3 separate regions of the Sus scrofa genome follow, and regions 1 and 3 are each linked to region 2. A link is a contact called in public Hi-C and HiChIP or PLAC-seq data. All regions are on one chromosome and are shown on one strand. The core of a region is the stretch at or near the end of the contact, and the rest is flanking DNA. Distances in the headings are between cores, read along the strand shown. Region 1 overlaps ALG14 (UDP-N-acetylglucosamine transferase subunit ALG14 homolog). Region 2 overlaps SLC44A3 (choline transporter-like protein 3). Region 3 overlaps ALG14 (UDP-N-acetylglucosamine transferase subunit ALG14 homolog).

What was found. A called contact is a pair of places that touch in the nucleus more often than the background predicts. HiChIP or PLAC-seq counts read pairs in DNA pulled down with a chosen protein or histone mark.
Region 1: a Hi-C map of omental adipose tissue shows a contact between it and region 2, with 2.8 times the contacts expected there. The contact joins two enhancer-like sites. A contact is called at or near these places in 23 of 47 Hi-C or Micro-C datasets (alveolar macrophages, blood, brain and 14 more) and 1 of 2 datasets of contacts at active chromatin or transcription factors (skeletal muscle).
Region 3: a contact with region 2 is called in an H3K27ac HiChIP or PLAC-seq map of skeletal muscle. The contact joins two enhancer-like sites. A contact is called at or near these places in 1 of 47 Hi-C or Micro-C datasets (omental adipose tissue) and 1 of 2 datasets of contacts at active chromatin or transcription factors (skeletal muscle).

The regions. Positions count from the first base shown.
Region 1 is chr4:122,374,334-122,378,870 of Sscrofa11.1, reverse strand. All of the region lies in intron 2 of ALG14 (UDP-N-acetylglucosamine transferase subunit ALG14 homolog), which reads right to left. Among named protein-coding and RNA genes, the nearest start is that of ALG14, 33 kb to the right of the region's middle. Within about 2 kb of position 3,015, at least 13 of the 83 cell types and tissues checked have an H3K27ac peak or open chromatin away from gene starts, as enhancers often do. A contact at or near this core is called in mesenteric adipose tissue and omental adipose tissue, where this site is marked.
Region 2 is chr4:122,562,110-122,566,296 of Sscrofa11.1, reverse strand. All of the region lies in intron 10 of SLC44A3 (choline transporter-like protein 3), which reads left to right. Among named protein-coding and RNA genes, the nearest start is that of SLC44A3, 57 kb to the left of the region's middle. Within about 2 kb of position 2,521, at least 49 of the 83 cell types and tissues checked have an H3K27ac peak or open chromatin away from gene starts, as enhancers often do. A contact at or near this core is called in mesenteric adipose tissue, omental adipose tissue and skeletal muscle, where this site is marked.
Region 3 is chr4:122,390,707-122,395,131 of Sscrofa11.1, reverse strand. All of the region lies in intron 3 of ALG14 (UDP-N-acetylglucosamine transferase subunit ALG14 homolog), which reads right to left. Among named protein-coding and RNA genes, the nearest start is that of ALG14, 50 kb to the right of the region's middle. Within about 2 kb of position 2,176, at least 13 of the 83 cell types and tissues checked have an H3K27ac peak or open chromatin away from gene starts, as enhancers often do. A contact at or near this core is called in skeletal muscle, where this site is marked.

The DNA of each region.
Region 1 (4,537 bases), core at 1,766-4,265, 190 kb after region 2:
GAGAGACAGTCCTGAGGCCCTGCAGTCTGAGCACAAAGGGAAAGGGAGCTGCCAGGTTAAAGGAGCAGTCTCCCAATCCGCACATGCAAATGCTTGAAAAATTCTCTGTCCCCGGGTTCTACATGAAACCTGCTATGCCGATGTGGTCCAGGGGGTGGAACCTGGGGCAGAGGGATGTCCGATACACAGATGAGCTATGCCTGGTGCTGCAGGGTCTGATGTCCTGGTCACTCAGAAGAAACACTGCGAGCCAGGCCATGATGAAATCCTATGAGAGTTTAAATTACTTTACGTAGCTCTAGACAATGATCAAAATATATATTAAAAAAAATAAGGGAAAAGGATCAATAGGAGGCTTGTAGTCTGGTCTTCACAACAGTGCCTTTGAAGACAAAGGGATGGGACAGAGTTTCGGGGAGCTGCGATGCAGGCTTGGCCTTGACCAGGCATTCCTGGGGGTTGTGGCATCTGGAGAAATCCCAGTGAAGGAAGCTTTAGAGACTTGCTGGGTTTTTTTTTTTTTTTTTTTTTTTTTTTGAGTCTGTACCTCTGCCTTAGGGAATGGTCTGTGACTCTCTTTTATGTCCTATTAATAGGATGCAGGACACAAAGGATGCTTCATCCATTGTTCCGTCCCTGACCCCCATCCCCAGACCCAACATGTTAAGGGGTGGCCACAGGACCAAGCAGGGTCAGCCTAGCCCCGCATTCGTATAGAGGCCCAGGGCAAGTTCTTCCTCTGAGAAACACGGTGGGCTGCTAAACTGTCCCTCAACCCCTTCTGCTGGGGAAGAAACACATATCTGCTTTGGTGTTCCTCTCTTCACTACGCTTTTCTGTAACAACTCAGAACTGAACTTTCCGACGTGCCGCCAAAACACACTATTCCTGCATTCCCACGCCAGAAACTGACAGATGGACGGTAGCTCCATCATAAACAGATTTCCTGCACAGCCATGAAGATCACGAAGATCTTTGTGGAGTCTGGCAGCGCTGGGGGCTGCGGGAGGACGGCCCATGTTTCCTTCCTCCAAAGCCTCTACGCACTTTCCAAATCCACCCACCTCTTCCCAACATCGCTGCTCCCCCCAGGGTCCAAGCCATCGCCACCCCTCACCCTGACTATGGAACCGCCTCTTCGTCTCGTTTGCTCCACATTCACTTTATCCTCTACAGACTCTCCGCAGCGATCTTTGCACAATGTGTAGCAGCTCTTCCCTTTCATCCTCTGGCTTGAAACCCCTCAAAGGCTCCCCGGTGCACCTGGGATACGATCCACGTTTACGACAGGTGCCTCCACGGTCCCACGGGACCTGGCACTGGCTACCTCTCTGACCACTCCCCGTGCGCTCTGTCCCACCCCACGGGTCTCCCTTCCATTTTCTGAATGTGTCAGGCTCACGTCTTCCTGAAGGCCTTTTCTGCTCATTCTGAGCAGCCTGCTCTGCCCCCAGACTGTCTCACAGCAGGACCCTTCCTGCAAATCAGGCCTCGCCAGCACACTGTCTCCTCAGAGAGGACTCCGTTCTCGTCCACCGCCCCCCTCCCCACGGCTGCCCCCCTCCGCACCGTCTTATCTTACCCTCTTCACAGCACTGACGGGTACCTCAGACCACCTCGCTCGTTCCTGGTGTGCCTGACTGCCGGCTGCCTCTCTCCCAGCGCGTGAGCTCCCTGAGAGGGAGGATTTCGTCTGCTCCCGCTTTATTCCAAAGTGCAGGATGGGGTTTCCACGCCACTACTCGCTGAACCGATAAACGACGGTCGTGACACTTTCCAGAAGTCCAGCCTGTGGTCTACGCTGGGGAAGATGCTGACTCTATCTCACGACTTCTCAGGAATATAAGAAGCCAATGAATCCTCCTCACTGCACAGATGAGGAATCTGAACTTTCCCGGGGGACAGAGCCAGCAAGCAGCAGCCAGGCCTTCCCCGTGTCCTGAAATATGTGGCTGACTTCCCCTTCCACAGGCTGTTCTTGGGTCCCTGTGCCTCGCCACTGAGAGGCCTGCCTTCCCCAACACATAGTGAGCTGAACCAGCCTCCTGTTGTTGCTACGGGAGGCCGGGAGTGTGTGGATCCCTGACCCATTTCTTCTTCCTTCTCTGCTTTGCAACTCACCTGCCCTGGACACCTACAGCTTTCAACCCCCAGAGTAGGCTGCATCTTTCTGGCTTGGGGAGAACTGAACTCCCGGCCCCCTCCCCTCTCTCTGGGCTTTGTGCCCTGTTCTGCACTGCAGCTCTGCCCTCCTCCCCACCTACTGCTGTTATCACGGACTCCCTGCCCTGCCCCGAGCCTTTGCGGGGGAAAACCAGGACAAAAAGACATAGGGCCTCAGACTTTCCTGTTAAACCTTAGGCCCCAAATCCCTTCTGGCAAGTTCTGCTGTTTTGCTATTGCTCCTACCTTGCAGCCAACTGGGTCACACACTCCCAGACAGTAAGCTCTAGTGGAGCCCTTTCTGGGCGGGTCAGTATGTGTATCCTGCAACGTCTGCCTGTCTTCCAATGTGATCTGGTCTCTGTCACACAACTGGCAGTAACAGAAAAGACAGAGAAAGAGACCTTTCTCTCTCGCCACATGGTGAATGAAACATCCTTTCTAGCTGCATGAGCTCCCCAGTTAAGAGGCAGGGACGACGCCCTACGCTACTCAGCCGCCCAATGTCCCCCCCCACACACACACTTGATCGATCCATAACTAAACCCACAGTGGCAAGAGACACAGCAAAGGGAGAATGTCTAAGAGTAAAAAAATAAAGTGGAGAAATGGATTTTGTTCAAGGTTCTCGTGTGTCTGAAATTATGTGAAACACGGAGTTATATGCTAATTGTATACGACAACGGGTAACTTTCAAAGTATCTTTGAGAATTACATCACTGCTAAAAACCACAAACATATCTGGCTTTAGATTTGTGACAAACTAAATAGAAGTTTATAGTGATTTAGATGGAAATAATTCCACCAAGGATTCCAGATGGCATCATAAACCACAACAGAGCCGGTCAAGTGGTCTATGAGGTCATTCTTTGCTGTTACCACACATTGAAACGTACAATACATGTATTATTTAATGAATGCCACACTACTGCAGAATCTTGGAAATAAGACAAAGTGAAAATGGTAAAATTTCATTCAACCAAAAGTGGTTTCAGCTTTCTCTTGTAACTTTTTTTTTTAATAATGAAAAGTATAATATGCAGTAAAAATATGTTGGATGATGTACCCAGCAATTCTGAAATCCAGAGAACCATAATTTACCAGCAAGGAAAAGCTTTTATATGCATGAGTACCTGGCAGTTGCTCACTTCATGGTAGCTGATGGAGATGTGCCAGGAAGGGACCTCTGATGAAGGGGCCGTGGGCGCCAGGCCGGGTCCTGCTCAGGGCCAGCTCTGTCGCTCTGGGGAGTTGGCTTCTCTGGACCTCGCTCTCTCAACTGTGAAGCAGGGAGGCCTGGCTGAGACCAGGGATCCTCAACCAGCCTCTGGGATCCCACACGCATCTGACTTGTCAAAGACAGGCAAGGCTGCGCTCCAGTCCTGCCCCTCGCCTTGCAGCTACTCCTCACTGTGCCTGGGGCAGCTCTTCCTGGCCTGGAGGCCTCAGGCTTCGGGGAAATGAAAAAGAAATTTGTTCTCGAAACAGCGATGGGACTCTGGCCCCAAAGATTTCTAAAGTCCTTCCTAGTGAACAAGCGTTGCCCTCGTCCCAGTCTTTCACTGCCCCTTCTTTTGTCAGCAATAATCCAATGTTCCTTTGGGTCCCTCGTTCTGCTCACATTCTCAGCCAGAGGGTGTCGGTGGGACTCAGCCCCCGTCTCCAACCTCAACAGGCAGCTCCAGGAGGCCCGGAATGGCTTCGGCACCGTGGAATAACACTCCTCCTGGCCGAAAAATGGAGATATAACCTAGCTGGAGACCGCCGGCCAGGAGACGTTTGCTGGACCTCTGGGAGAAAGCAGCTTTACCTCCCTCTCCTGCGTGCTCTAAGAGCTCTTCATAGGTCAATGCAAAGATGTGAAGCCAGGGGGTGCTGGTGCTTTGCACGACCCTGAGGGAGGAATCGGGAGCTGCAGGAGGCAGCACGGAGGGGAGCCAGTGGCAAGGACCCCAACCGGGGTTGGAGGTGGGGGGGAGGGGGCAGGGACCTCCCAGGCAGCTGGACCGAGCTTGCCAGAAACGAGACTGCATTTTTTTCCATTTTGTAAGTCAACAAACTCTATTGTTCAGGCCAGTTTGGAGTTTAGTTTTATGTCACTTGCAGTTGAAACACCTTTCCTTTCAGCTTTAAAATGGTATGAATTTAAGACTGTTTTCCTCTTTTTAAAAAGGAAAAGACATTAAAATCAGAGATGAAACAGTTGTTCACAGCAGTAGATATGAGAGTCCTATTCGTCGTGAGCACAGATCCACCGGGTGACAGGAATGGGGCTGGGGACACAGGAGTGAGGACGTTTATAAGGAACGCACCAGTCTCCTGGGGCAACATGGGCAGCTAATCACGGCAATCAGATGAACACAACAGGAGACAC
Region 2 (4,187 bases), core at 1,272-3,771:
TCAAAGGTACAGACCTCCAGTTTAACGCTGAGTAAGTTCAGGGGATCTAATGTACAGCGTGATGATTATGGTTCTGAGACTGCATCATATACTTGAAAGTTACCAAAAGATCTGAAATGTTCTCACCGCAAAAAAGAAACGGTAATGATAAGGGATGGAGGTGTTAGCTCAGGCTATGGCAGTAAGCACCTTGCCAACACAGAAGTGTGTCAAATCCGTCCATCATACACCTCGGACTTACATAATGTTCTGTGTCAATTATGTCTCGGTAAAGCTCGGAGGAAAACATTTACAATTTCAGTGTCATCATGAGAAGGGGAGGGTTGGAAATTGAGTGTGCTGGGGTGTTTGGGCTGGGTAGGAGAAAGACACCAGCAGCGTCCTTAGTGGGAAGTCGGCAGACCGTCTCTGAGGCAGAAAGAGCAAGAGATACCAGTAAAATCGTGTAATTTACAAGCGTAAGGGTGGAGTTCACGCTGCGGCGCAGTGGGTCAAGAACCCGACTGCAGCAGCTGGGGTCGATGTGGAGACACGGATTTGATCCAGGCCCTGAACAATGGGTTAAGGATCTGGTGTTGTCACAGCTGCAGCTGGGGTTCAGTCCCTGGCCCAGGAACTTCCAGGTGTCATGGGTGAGACCATTAAAAAAAAAAAAAAAAAAAAAAGAGGTAAGAATGAGTTCCAGAAGAATCAGCTAAAATATTACCTCTAGGGAGTAAAATTAGCAGTGGGGAAAGGAAACTGCTGTTTTTCCTGTTACTCCTAGCAGTAGTCCTTGACTTTTTAAGATATTTCACATAGTTGATAAAAATAAACTAAACTAAAATGCAAGATGATTTATTTTTAGCACTTCTTCATGTAAGACCATTAAAGAGCTGCGCATGTTTTCTGTGTGCCTGATTTTGAAACCTCCAAGATTTTCCTTATCTCAGGGTTCACAATTCTTTAATCGCTCGTTCAGGCCTGCTCCCGGGGTGAGAATTAAATATAGCCGGAGCGCATTCATCTCTGTCATTCGTTTAAGCCGTAAGAGGGCTGAAGAGTTCACCCAAAGACCATCGAGGGCCGGGACATGGGCAACCTGTATAATTTCCCCTTTGCAACCATTTGCCGGAAGCCCGGTAACTAAGAGCCGTAAGGACGTGGCTGCGGTGTTACAGGAAAGAGCCAGGGGTGCTCCGTTTGGAGAAGGGACCCACGGAGGCAGGACTTCACAGTCTGCAAATACGCAGAAGATGGTTTCCAGCTGCTGCGGATTCGCCGAGGAAGAAGTCAGGGAGCGGATCACAGCTGAGCCGACGGCGTTCCGGTGGGAGACAGATGTGTTTCCTAACCTCGGCAGGAGCTGCCCAGGACCTGTTCTCCAGAACAAAGACTGCCGGTTTTCTGTGGGATTGGAAGGCTGAACCTCACGGCTTCCCCACAGACCTCCCCCAACCCCATCTTGCAGGGATTTTTCTGGAAGACTCATCAGGAAAAGACAGGGTCTCTGCAGGGACCCGATCGTGCGCCTTCGCTCAGGACTGGATTTTCACTGGAGAACATCCATTCTGTGCCGCTGGTCCTTGTCCAGGAGCCTCAGAACAAAAGTCACTTTCCGTACTGTTAGAGTGCTTCCTGAGCCCTAGGCTGGATCTAACCAGAGCTACAACCCGCCCCTGGGCCCCTGAAGTTGCTGGCTTTGACTTACGCCCATTGTCCAAGCAAGTTACATATTCTGACCACAAAGGTGTTACAGATGCAGACTTGATGGACGGGACCATTAAACCCTTGGCCCAGCGACTTGAGCTGGCCTGGTGTCCTGGGGCCCTGGCTCCATCACACAGGGCCCCGGCACTCAGGACAGCCACTTGTTTAAAAGAGGGGGAGCTGGGCAAGCTGGGTGCATCCTGAAGTCTCCTGCCATCTCACACGACCCAAAGTCTTCCTACTGCCACCACCCACAGAAGCCAGGGCAAGGTGCTCAGCACACGGCACTCCCTGTAGAGACCTGGCCTGATGGGAGGCCCCAGCGTCCTTCTAAGCCCATCACCGAGCTGCCCTACATGCCCCTCGCTGCCCTGCGGTCCTGAATGCCAATTCTCAAAACATGGTGAAGCATTGGTTTAAGCCTCACCAGGTGTGATCAGATCCCCTTCCTGAAGGCAGGCTTTGCTGGTTGTGGCGGAAGCAGAGATGAAGGCCCAGCCACACTCACAGCAGAGGAGGGGTGACGAGGCGATGTTACCTTTGACCATAAAGGGGTCCAGGAAGAGAAGGTGGGGGCTCAAAGACCCTGCACTGTGGGCAGTGTTGAGTTCTCAGGGAGGGTATGGAGTAATCCTAGCTCTGCAAACTGGCTTGCTTTGGGAGCTGGCCTTCTTTTCAGGCTTTCTCCCATCACGTGGAAACTCAGCTTCTGGAACCTCTGCCTCTTCTTCTAGCCAAGCCCTAGACTCATCATCAGGATGCAGCATGGACAAAGGCAGCCGAGACAGTGCAGGCACTCCCCTGCCTGAAATGATGAATCCCATCCCGGCCAACCTCAGAAGGCTGATGCCCAACCCCAGTCTTCAGGACCTGGAGGACCAGCGGGGCCCCCAAGGCCCCATTCACAGTGGCCCGTGAATCCTTTGTCTACAATGGCAGGCAGGCCCCGCCCCCTTCTCCCTGCATCCCTGCCTGAGCACCATAGTATGTCCAAAGGCCCATAAATCTCATGAAGGGGAAAGTGAATATTCTTCCTTTTAAAAAATTTGAGGAAAAGGAAAAAACGTGTCAGATTTTCCTGGCTCTGCCGCTCTTGTAGTTTATCAGATCTAAATGAATTCGTATCAGGAACAGACTCCCTGGCATTTCCTATTTTCAACAATATTGAGTGGAGACACACGTCGCCCTCACTGTGGGACAACTGGATTGCAGTTATTCTGCTCCCGATATTACTTTAGGGTTCTCTCTCCCTTCCTGCATGATTTAAGTCACAGCAAAACACAGCGCTTGCCAACACTTGAAACATTTCTGGCCGCATTCCTTCTCCTCCCTCAAAACTGGGCTCTTGTCAAAGCCTTAACTCGCGGGACTTAGCAACCCGAGCAAGCCGTAGAATAATCCATTATGAAGAAAGCAAGCTTCACTTGGAATCAGTGAAGGAGCTTCTCGGAAAGGGCCTGATTTTCTGGAACGGGCCGCCGAGGGCCGAGGGCCGGGGCCGAGGTTGCCCTTGTTTTATCTCTAAGGTTTGGGGGGGGCTGAAGCTGTACCCGTTCTCTTGTTTTCCCCTTTTTTTCCTGCCTGTGAAACGGACTCTTGCATTCTTGGGAGCTGTGTCATGACAGTCCCATAAGTGATTCACAGTGAAGTGACCTTTAAAGAGCAGAGGAGGCATCCGCTGGATTTCAGGAGCCAGAACCGCGCCCCCTTCCCGGCAAGCCCACCGCTCTCTGGTGGCCAGCCCCAGTCACGTGATTCGGTGGCGCTCTTACTGGCAGTGTTTACATATGCACGTGTGTGGCTTAAACCTTGGGGCATGTTACGTAATTAAGCTTCTGAAAATGAACATGGGATCTAGGTGCAATTGAAAGGTTTGGTAGATGTGGTAAAGAGGAAAACGTGTTCATTTTAATTCATCGTTTTTTGTTTTTTGTCTTTGTAATTCTCTTTTCCATGTCATAACACTTGAGTGCCACCAAAAGCAGTGAACTTAGTCCAAGAAATCATTGAACCTTAGCTACCAAGGAGTAAAAAGATTTTGCCAAATGCAAATGGCATCACTGCTTTCTAAACTGTTAGTACCAGAGACGATTTGAACCAGAGAGAAGTTTTGTATTTCTTTGTAAATAGTGGGGGGTTTTTTTGGCCAGGCCCAGGGTATGCACAAGTTCCCGGGCCAGCGGTTAGTTCTGTGCTTTGTCCCCTTCGTGTACCTACAAAATGCCTTTCCCCTGGGCATTTGTTCATTGGCATTCACCAGCACTGAGCTTAATGGTCCAAGGAGCAAATGCTGACTAGAAGCCTGGGAAGTTACCCTCTTTTATACCATCTAAAAGTCTCAAAGAATCAGAGTTCCCATTGTGGCACAGCAGAAACAAATCCGACTAGGAACCATGAGGTTGTGGGTTCGATCCCTGGCCTCGCTCAGTGAGTTAAGGATCCGGCATTGCCCTGAGCTGTGGTGTAGGTCACAGACACGGCTCGGATCTGGCGTTGCT
Region 3 (4,425 bases), core at 927-3,426, 170 kb after region 2:
CTTCAGTTACGTAGGGCCACCCCCAGGGGAAGCCAGGTGGAGGGGACATGAATGCTACCAGGCACTATTTCTGTGACTTCTTGGGATCTACAATTATTTCAAAATTAAAAAGGCAAAATAATCTATAATTATTTCAAAGTTGTGTTCAAATGCTTTTCAAAATAATCTCAAGTACTAACTTAAGCTGTAGGCTGAAAAGACAGAAGAACTCTTTCTTTCTTTCTTTCTTTCTTTCTTTTGGTCTTTTTAGAGCCACTCCCTCGGCATATGGAGGTTCCCAGGCTAGGGGTCTAATTGGAGCTGTAGCCGTCGGCCTACGCCACAGCCACAGCAACACGGGATCTGAGCCATTTCTGCAACCTACACCACAGCTCATGGCAACGCCAGATCCTTAACTCACTGAGCAAGGCCAGGGATCAAACCCCTGTCCTCATGGATGCTAGTCGGGTTCACTAACCACTGAGCCACCATGGGAACTCCCAGAAGAACTATTTCTGATTCAAGGAACTTCCCCCAATGGAATTACTCTCTATTTCATGCCTGCTTGTTGTTTCATGACTCCATTTTTTTAAAGCTAACTAAATATAAGCTTCTTGAGGACACAGGCCATGTTTAAGTCATCACTTTCAGTGTCTGCTCTAATACAGACATTTAGACAAGTACTAGCTAAGTTTTTCATTGAGCAAGTTGTCCATTTGCAAAGAGAACTGGAATTAGGCTGCTGTTGACCATTTCTGTGACTTCAGGTACTTAGATCTCTCTGGATTTGGATCCTTCTGGAGCTCCAGAAGGAGGTAAAGAGGGAGGAACACTTCGTCAGGGACTGTTAGGAGAATGAGATGAGTTAATATGTACATACATAAGGTGCCTAGAACAGCACCTGATACGTAGGGAGAGTTCAGTAAGTGCTATTTTTCTAAAAATTTTAAAAACTATGACTTCAATTCACATGAATCAAAAGATAAACCATTTCCTCCAACTTCTATTATATGTCAATGAAAAGAAATCTGTATATGGGAATTATAGAGGAAAAAAGCCCAATCTGCCATAAGACTGAACCTTACAAAAAACGACTACCTTGCTACTACATTCAGGCCTTAAGTTCCAGATTCCATTAATTTCTAATAGCAATAAATATTAAATTGAAATTGCTAGTTAATAAAGGTATAGCCTAGGAGTTCCCTTCGTGGCCCAGTGGTTAATGAACCTGACTAGGATCCATAAAGACATGGGTTCAATTCCTGACCTTGTTCAGTGGGTTAAATACCTGGCGTTGCTGTGAGCTGTGGTGTAGGTCGCAGATGTGGCTTGGATCCTGCATTGCTGTGTCAGTGGTGTAGGCCAGCAGCTATAGCTCTGATTTGACCCCTAGCGTGGGAACTTCCATATGCCGTAGATGCAGCCGTGTAAAAAGGAAAAGGAAAAAAAAAAAAAAAAGGGATAGCCTAAAGATTTTAACTTTATGTACATTATGTGTCTGTCACTCAACTGACTTATCTTTCACTTTTCTTAAAATGACCTTCTCCATCTTCGATTAAATGGCATCTCCATTCTCAAGGCTCATCCAGCTCCCCAGAGAGGACCTGTCACTCTACCACCACTCAGCTGCGGGCAAGACTGCTGTCTACTGAGCTCACCTTCAAACTTCTTCACAAAGGACAAATCCTGTCATAGAGGAGAGTCCTTGACAGATATCTGTGAATGAACAAACCACTGAGTTCCTGCGATACTCACTTGGCACCAGATGGCACTTGGCATAAGCATTAGAAGTACCTTCCCGTTTGGCTCCTCGACTAGACTGTAAGCCCCCTGGGGGCAGGGCCCAGGTCCACTCCTGTTTGCACTCTCAGTGACCAGCACAGCGACTGGACTTTCATCAGAGAGGTGCGCCGAGAGGCTACCAAGCGCCAGGCACTGCTGCATAAGCACAATGAACAAGGCGGCTGCAGTTTCGTATGGAGTAACAGATAAAAAAGATAGTTTTTTAATGGAATTAGTACTACAAAGAAAATTAAGCAGGGCAGTGTGACATGAAGACATGAGCTGGAGGAAGGACTACTCGTCAGGGTGAGCCTTTGTGAGGAGGTAACAGTTGAGCTCAGAAAACAGAAAGGAGCCAGTCAAGTTCAGAGCAGGGGTGAAGAGGCCCAGGCACAGGGGGCAGCAAGAACAGCGGTTCTGAGACATCAGTCGGCTGGGTCTGCTGGCGGGGGAGGCGGGCAGGCAGCTCTGGCTGACACGCAGTAAATTAGGGGACAAGAGGAGAGAAGAGGTCAGAGAGGAATGTGCAGGCTGCACTGAGAGGTCTGGACTTCATTCTGAAAATGCAGAAAGCTGCTGGATGATTTTAAGTGTGGAGTTAACAGAATCTCATATACCAAAAAAAAAAAAAAAAAAAAAAAAAAATCACATTGGTTGTTACGTGGTGAAATTGTCACAGTGGTTGTTAACTGGCAGGGGTTGTGAACTCCCTTCCAGAGGCAGGTAAGTTAGGGGACCATGCAATGGGCGGGGAGGTGGGGGTGGATGGCCCGGGGGCAGAGATGATGGACAGAAACGGATGGATGGGTGATGAAGTCAGAAGACATGGTTGGCAGAGCTTGTTAGTGAAGACGAGAAGCAGGGTGTGGCAGAGAGGAATCAAAGACGTCTCCTAAGGACTGGACTTGAGATCACCAGGATGGATCTGCATCTCAAATCTACCCAGACGGAGAAGAGGGGGAAAGATCTACCATCGTGGCCCAAGAAAGTGTCCGATGTCTATGAGATACAGAAACGGAAAAGCAACGCAGGTTAGGCACTGAACAGAACACTTGGAGGACGAGAGACTCACTTAAAATCAGACATGCAGTCTTCCAAACTTGACTGACTCTATTTACTGCTTCCAAGGTTACAGAGACAAACAAAATAAGAGATTGAAATGACGAGAAATCTCAGTTCATTTGATGAACTGTGTCATTTTTGGCTGCTGTAGATGTTCTCTGACCCAGATTCTTAATACAAAGCGGCTGAATGTTATGGCAGAAACTTTAGACAAATGCTGTAACTCGATCCAGTATTTGTGCCACTTAGAGCAGGTCTTAGAAACCCTGACGTCCTGAGGTGTCGAGAGGAGCAGGCAGTGACTCACCAAATCACTTTGACTCGAAGACTATTACAAGCCATATGTGAAGCTACTGGGAGCCAAAGGTTTTGATGCTTTTGGCAATAATTCACATTTTAAAATTCATATTTATTGAGGTATAATTTTACACAGAGTCAAATTCACCCTTTGTAGGGCACAAGTCTCAGTTATGACAAACATAAAATTAAGTAAAACCACCACCAGCACCATCACAATCAAAAATCAAGATACAGAACAGCGTCTCACCCAAAAAAGTTCCTTTAAGTCTTTTTTTCTTACTTTTCTTTTTTTTTTTGGGGGGGGGGGGTGGCACAGGTAGGGCTGCACCTGCAGCATAAAGAAGTTCCTGGCTAGGGGTCAAATTGGAGCTGCAGCTGCCAGCCTACACCACAGCCATGGCAACACTGAATGAGAGCTGCATCTGAGACCCACGCTGCAGCTCGCGGCCACACTGGATCCTTAACCCACTGAGCGAGGCCAGGGATCAAACTCACATGCTCACGGAGACTACACTGGGTCCGTAACCCACTGAGCCACAACGGTGACTCCTCATTATCTTTTTAAATTTAAGAATAGTCGTATGACCTTATGACTCTCATTCACGGATACCTGGCAAAGCCATATTTCTTGAAAAATATGATACATGAAATAGCAGAACAACCTAAAAAGTATTTAATGACCTTGTAAAAGAAGAAACCAGCCATCCATTCCAATTAGCAAGGGTTAGATTCCGGCCTCTAAAACAGACTTTAATAACTTTTCTCTAAGATGCTTTTCATCTGACAATTGGCCTGGAAGAAACAAGCATGACTTTTAACATACACGCAACAAGATTTGCACACTTTTCCCCCAAAGCAACCTGAGGTTTTGAATTACTATCTCGTCCAAAAAGTTAATTAACATTATATAGTCTCACAATGCTTTTACATGTGATTTTTTTTTTTAATTTTTCTTCCGCATCCATGGAAGTTCCTGGGCCAGAGATCAAATCTGCACCACCGCAGAGACAATGTCAGGTCCTTAACCCACTGTACCACAGGGGGAACTCCTACATGTGATTTTTCTGTAACAGGAAACTGGTAAATATAAATTTGATTAATTTTCCAAGTCAATCTCATTTGTGAAATTTTGTAATAATACCATTCCTGTTATTTTCATTATCCATTTTGAATTTTAAAAAGATTCTATTTTGACAAATACACATAACATTTAATTTTGAAATGTATATGATTATTACTATTATTCAATTAGATCAGTCTGTTAAATCCACTATGAAAGCAGGTACTTAACTTGAGCAGCTG